2 separate regions of the Mus musculus genome follow, and region 1 is linked to region 2. The links are chromatin contacts, called in public Hi-C maps. All regions are on one chromosome and are shown on one strand. Each heading gives the region's core, a stretch centred on a gene start, on an enhancer-like site or on the middle of the called end of the contact. The rest is flanking DNA. Distances are from core to core; before and after follow the strand shown. Region 1 holds the start of Hspa8 (heat shock protein 8). Region 2 holds the start of Stt3a (STT3, subunit of the oligosaccharyltransferase complex, homolog A (S. cerevisiae)).

Region 1 (2,700 bases), core at 117-2,616, 4.0 Mb before region 2:
GTTAAAAAAAAAACCCACCTTTCCGAGGTACGCTTCTGCAATTTCCTTCATCTTTGTCAGAACCATGGAGGACACTTCCTCTGGGTAGAAACTTTTTGTCTCCCCTTTGTATTCCACTTGGACCTTGGGCCTGCCTGCATCATTCACCACCATGAAGGGCCAGTGCTTCATATCAGACTGAACAACAGCATCATCAAACCTACGCCCGATCAGACGTTTGGCATCTGTAAAATATTAAACATACCTCATCACACTCCTTAGTGCCTATCACTGCAAAAAAAAAAAAAACCAAAAAAACAGAAAACAAAAACCTGCAGCACCCATCTAGATGGACGTAATCTCTAGTGCAGGAAGCCAAGGCCCATATTTAAAATCTTGTGGCCTTATATTGTCATATTTAAACAGTTGCAATCTCAGGCTGCAGTTATTAAGGCAGATCTGTTTCTACATTCCAAATGCCCTGCCCCCCAGCCCTTTTACTCATGCTAGTGGCACAAAGATGCTGGCGACTTACCAAAAACTGTGTTGGTGGGGTTCATTGCAACCTGATTCTTGGCCGCATCCCCAATTAATCTCTCTGTGTCCGTGAAAGCAACATAGCTTGGCGTGGTGCGGTTACCCTGGTCATTGGCAATAATTTCCACCTTTCCATGCTGGAAGACACCCACACAGGAGTAGGTGGTGCCGAGATCAATGCCAACTGCAGGTCCCTTAGACATGGTTGCTATTAGAAAAAAAAAGGAGGGGGGCTAAGCACTCGCTTTCCGGCTTTTATCCAGTCCGCAGTGGGTCTGGACTTGGTGACCCAGACCTATCACCTGAAGCCACGCGGCAGGCTCGTGGCAGCAGTGCTGCAGTATAGGTGGTCTGTGCCAAGCCTGGCACAGCCCGCCCAAGGCTCAAGGAACCATCTGTCCTAAAGGTCTGCGACAATGGTGGAGCACGTGGCCACCTCCGAGCGCCCCCCGAACCCCCCCCACCCGGACCGCGCACCGCGGGAGCCAGGATCCCCCTTTCCCACCTCGGGGGGCCCTGCCCTGTGGGCGCCGGGCAGAAGCCTTATATTTGAAGTCACAGACAGGATAAAAAGACCAGGGCGCCTGTGGCTCCCCTCCCCCGCCACGCGGAGCCACAAGGCCATGGCGGCGCCGCCCTGACTCAGCCCATCCTCCGGATCTGCTGCAGTCTCTGTCCCTGGTGGTGACGGCCTGAGCTGCAGCCGCCGCCTAAGAGACTCCCCGGGACTCCTGCACCACCCCGGACCCCCGCAAACCCCCGAGTCCCATGCCTCACCTTGTGTGTAGGCCCAGCTGCGCTGACGACGAGACCACACAAATGCCAGGCAGCTGCCTCCGCGTTCAATGAGACCGGTTTCCGCCCGCTTCCCTCTCTCTTATACCCTGTCTTAGAACCTTCCAGAAGGGTGCCGCCCCATCCCGCTGCCGATCATAGCTTCTTAGCCAATGGACGACCAGCCCTTGCCGACTGCACTAATGAAGAGCCAGAACGCTCGCCTAGGTCCCGCCTTCTCCCCGCCCCGCCTCGCGATGACGCACGACCGCGGCGTTCTGGAACTTTCACGCTCGCCCCCGCTCTGGGAACGGCCCGGGGGGAGCGGAGAAGGCGGGGCGCCGGGAGCCCGCGCGCGGGAGTCCTCTGTCACTCAGAGCTGCTGGGGGAGGGGAGAGGGTCGCCGGCGAGTGCGCGTGCGCGACCCGGCAGCGCAGGCGGGAGGGGGCGGAAGGATGCCCTGGGAGGAAGGCGGGTACCTCCGCGACGGACCAATGAGAGCAGCGTTCGGCCGGATCCCTACCTCTTGGGACCCCGGGCTGCCTGAGAGAAGAGCCTGAGGGAGGGGGAGTCCGGGAAGAGAAGACGGAAGTGGGGCGAGGACAAAATGGCTGCGAAGGTTGTTGCGCCCCTCCCCCACACGACCCTCGGTCCTTCTCCCTGAGCCCGGCGGTTTCCCGGCCTCGGGCTTGGTCCACCCCAGCCTGAGACTAAGGAGCACTGCTAGGCTTCTTGTTTCGTGCTGCCAGCTTGTGGGAGGCTAAGCCGCCGCGCTATCTCGCTGGCTTTCCCCACCCCTCACCCCCCACAAAATGGGACACCTCGATTCCCCCCCCCCCCAGTGCGGAGGCTCGATCTGCCTGGCTCGCCACATGTCCCCAGGATCGTTTGTGATCCTCTATCAAAGAAATGGCCCAGTCCTCTCTGCTTACCCCTGAGCCGAACGCCCCTCCCCACCTCCGCTGTCCCACAGGGGACAGCGTGACCTCTGTCCCCTCTCTGCTCCACCAGACTCATCAGTTAATGGAATAAATGTACGAAAGATAAATGTTTTTTGTCCCTTTGTGGGTGAGCTAGGCACTGGCATTCCTGGTTTCCGGCAGCCCCGTGTCCTTGATAGAGTGATCGCGACCTTTTTATTTTCAGTAACATGAGGTAATGTCTCTCCTGACTTGACTTTTACCAAAAATTAAACGCCCGGCCGCGCTGAGTCCTTGAAAACGTGACTGAGCCAATGGCCGGAGCGAGTGCTTAGACTCTGAAACCGCAGTGCCTGGAGGCTGGGCGTTCCGGGCCTCGTCACACCCGGCTCTCTAGCACTTTCCACGCGTCCTTTCAAATAGGCAGGGAGTGCAGCTCTTTATTAGTTAGATAGGTTGTCTTTTTATTTTTTAAAGAATACTGTTGTGG
Region 2 (2,700 bases), core at 193-2,692:
CTTAGCATTTTTTTTTTTTTTTTTAAAATAAAACGTCTGAGGTGACCTCCCACCATATAATGCCGTGGTAAAAGTCTTCGTCAGTTTCGGGCACTGTAATCTTTTGTTTCCCAGACTCTAGAACTGTGAGAAATAATTTATCTATGTAAGAAATTAAGCTAGGTTTTGAAGCCACAGGAGTTTGAATGTATGTAAAGTCCTCATGCTTATCTCCTTCAGATTAAGATGCCTGGAATTAGCTCCTCCTGCCTCAGACTCTGGGAGCACTGGCATCACAAGTGTGTGCTTTGCCGTTATTCTTGCTAAAATAAAACTACATGGAACATTTACTATAAAAACAAAAGAGAAGAGGTATTGAGTTAGGTCCTGGTGTAAAAACTGGTCATGAGCATTTTGAGGAAATGCATTATTGTAATAAGTACTGATTTCAATAGTTGGTGCTTCCCTTCATGGGAGAGGAAAAGAGAAGCCAGCGTCACTGGCACCAAATATGAATGGTATCTGGATGGTCTAATCTTACCGTAGCCTTTGGTTTGAGGCTTGTAAGGCATGGAAGTGTTCGAATTAGTACATCTGTTTATATGTATATATCGGAAAAGACTGGAGTTTGGCAGCTGAAACCCCTTCCTGTGCCCGTTCTCAGTACCATCCTCGGAGGGCCCGGGAGGAAAGGTCACCCTCGCAGGGGCCCGGCGATGCTAAGCTGCTCCTGATTGCCCAGGGCTAGCCGCTCCGAGCCTTGAGATAATTTCTGCAGGCTATTGCCGGCTCAGCCCGACTCGGGCGGTGACACCCTAAAAAGGCCTCCCGGGCCCTTCCATAAAGTCAGACCTGAGTGAAACGTTTCGGTGAAATTTGTCAAAGGTCCCTTTATCGAGGTTACTGCAAACACAGAAACAATTCTTGGGCTTATTAGTTGACACATCTTACACAAGGTGGGTTCGTGTGAACCATGGAGGCTGAGAGTTTTCACAACATATCTTCTCTCCTTTAACCGTTTAATAGGTAACGGGCCATTTCTACCTTAAAAAACAAACGGATCTGCAGCCCAACTTTTCCGGACGTGGTACGACTGCCGCTTTCTTTACGTATTTCCGCTTCTGCTCATGTGACCAGGGTACAGCGTCCACTCCTTCCTATCGCCGCTCCTTCCTGGTCCGCAGACCGACACGTCACTGCTCGGCTCTCAACCAAACTGTTCAGAGCACGCTCTTTCCGCGCGTTTCGCTTTCCCGCGCCGGCCTATCACAGTTCGGTGGGACTTCATAGTCACGCCTCTCAACAGGGTGAATGACAGTCACATTGTCCATTCAAAAGGAGGAATCCAGACTCGATCCACGCCCTCGAAATGACAGACAGAACCGTTATCCTGTCGGTCCCCTGAAATATACATCGACGGAGGCTAGCCAATGCGGAGCGGGCAGGGAGGCGGGCCTTGGCTGCTGTCAGGGTTGAGTGCGCCGCTGAACGGATGGCAGGGGGAGCAGAGTGGGTTCCTGAGGAGCATCCGTGAGGTGAGAAACTCTGGGGTAGCGCTAGAGGATTAGCGGCAGGTGCCGCGCGGGCTGTTGGCCGGCCCGAACGAGGTGCTGGACACAAGCCTGTAGAGGTGGGGAGCAGAGCCTGCCTGCGGCCTGGGCGGAGGAGGGGGCGTGGAGTGTGAGATGGGGACGTCCAGGCATTGGGGCACCAGACGATCTGAGGAAGGGTCTTGGCAGAGCAATGCACTCTGGCCATGAGGGCGTGGGGCACAGGATCCTGGGACTAGCTTGGAAGGGCCACGCGGAGTGTGCTGAGATAGTGGGTTCGAAGTCAGTGAGGGTGCACAAGATGACGTGGAAACGTATGTGGGAAAACCACCGAGGCTGCAGCCCTAGAATTTAGAGCTCGGGTGGGTCAAGGCTTGCAGACACAGCTGAGAAGCAGAGAGATGATGAGCAGATAAGAAAAGCGTCCTTTCCCTTTCTGTACCCTATCGGTGTGTGGAGATTGCCAAGAACGGTATGAAAACTCGCAGTGTTTAGCTTTAAAGTCCAGGTTTTAGCACTCTCGCTGCCTTTGCTTACTCTTCAGGTGTGTGGATCATATTAGCTCAGTGGTGTTTAGTTTCCATGTCACTTATCTCCTGAGAACAACTACAAACCCAAGAGATGGGACTGAGTTGTTCACTTCCCAGAATTAGTGCGTGATAAGCCTTCCCTTTGGAATTATAATTAATCACACCAGCCCAAACTGCTCTTTTGGTATAGTTAATTAAAGGAAAGATGTTAGACTTCGCAGTGTGAGTCTTCGTGTTTTCCATTTTGTCCAGTGTTTTCCTTTTGCAACCCCCTGGTCCCTGGAAAGAAGGGAACAAGATAATGCAGTTTCCCCTTTCCCAGCATAGTTTTGAACAGTGCTACGTTTTCTCAGTTGCCACACTCTTTGTTTCTTAGTCCTTAACATACCAATTGTCTATAATTGATCACCATTCTGAACTGTCTGCAGATTGCTTCCCTTACCACCATTCCAAAATTTATTCTGGTCTAGAAGAAACAAAATTATTATTATTATTATTGTAATTTTGCTCTAGATTTTCATCTGGTGCTCCAAGTTCTCTCTGGGTCATGAAATGAGTTACAGGGAAATAGACCTGAGCAGTAGTTACAGTTTGAACTTTGAAAATGAATATGTAGTGGGTGGCCTGAGTATATTTCTCTC

The links. Hi-C and Micro-C count contacts between places; a contact is called where the count stands out from the background.
Region 1: a contact with region 2 is called in a Hi-C map of CD8 T cells, with 13 times the contacts expected there. The contact joins the promoter of Hspa8 here to the promoter of Stt3a in region 2. A contact is called at or near these places in 1 of 39 promoter capture datasets (pre-B cells) and 1 of 484 Hi-C or Micro-C datasets (CD8 T cells).

Annotation. Positions count from the first base shown.
Region 1 is chr9:40,799,942-40,802,641 of GRCm38.p6, reverse strand. Hspa8 (heat shock protein 8) reads right to left here and starts at 1,366. Exons shown (of 9, transcript NM_031165.5): 1 at 1,294-1,366; 2 at 515-724; 3 at 19-224. The coding sequence starts at 719.
Region 2 is chr9:36,766,364-36,769,063 of GRCm38.p6, reverse strand. It overlaps Stt3a (STT3, subunit of the oligosaccharyltransferase complex, homolog A (S. cerevisiae)), which reads left to right and starts at 1,442. Exons shown (of 18, transcript NM_008408.5): 1 at 1,442-1,514. It overlaps Gm26787 (predicted gene, 26787), which reads right to left and starts at 1,177. Exons shown (of 4, transcript NR_166654.1): 1 at 1,024-1,177.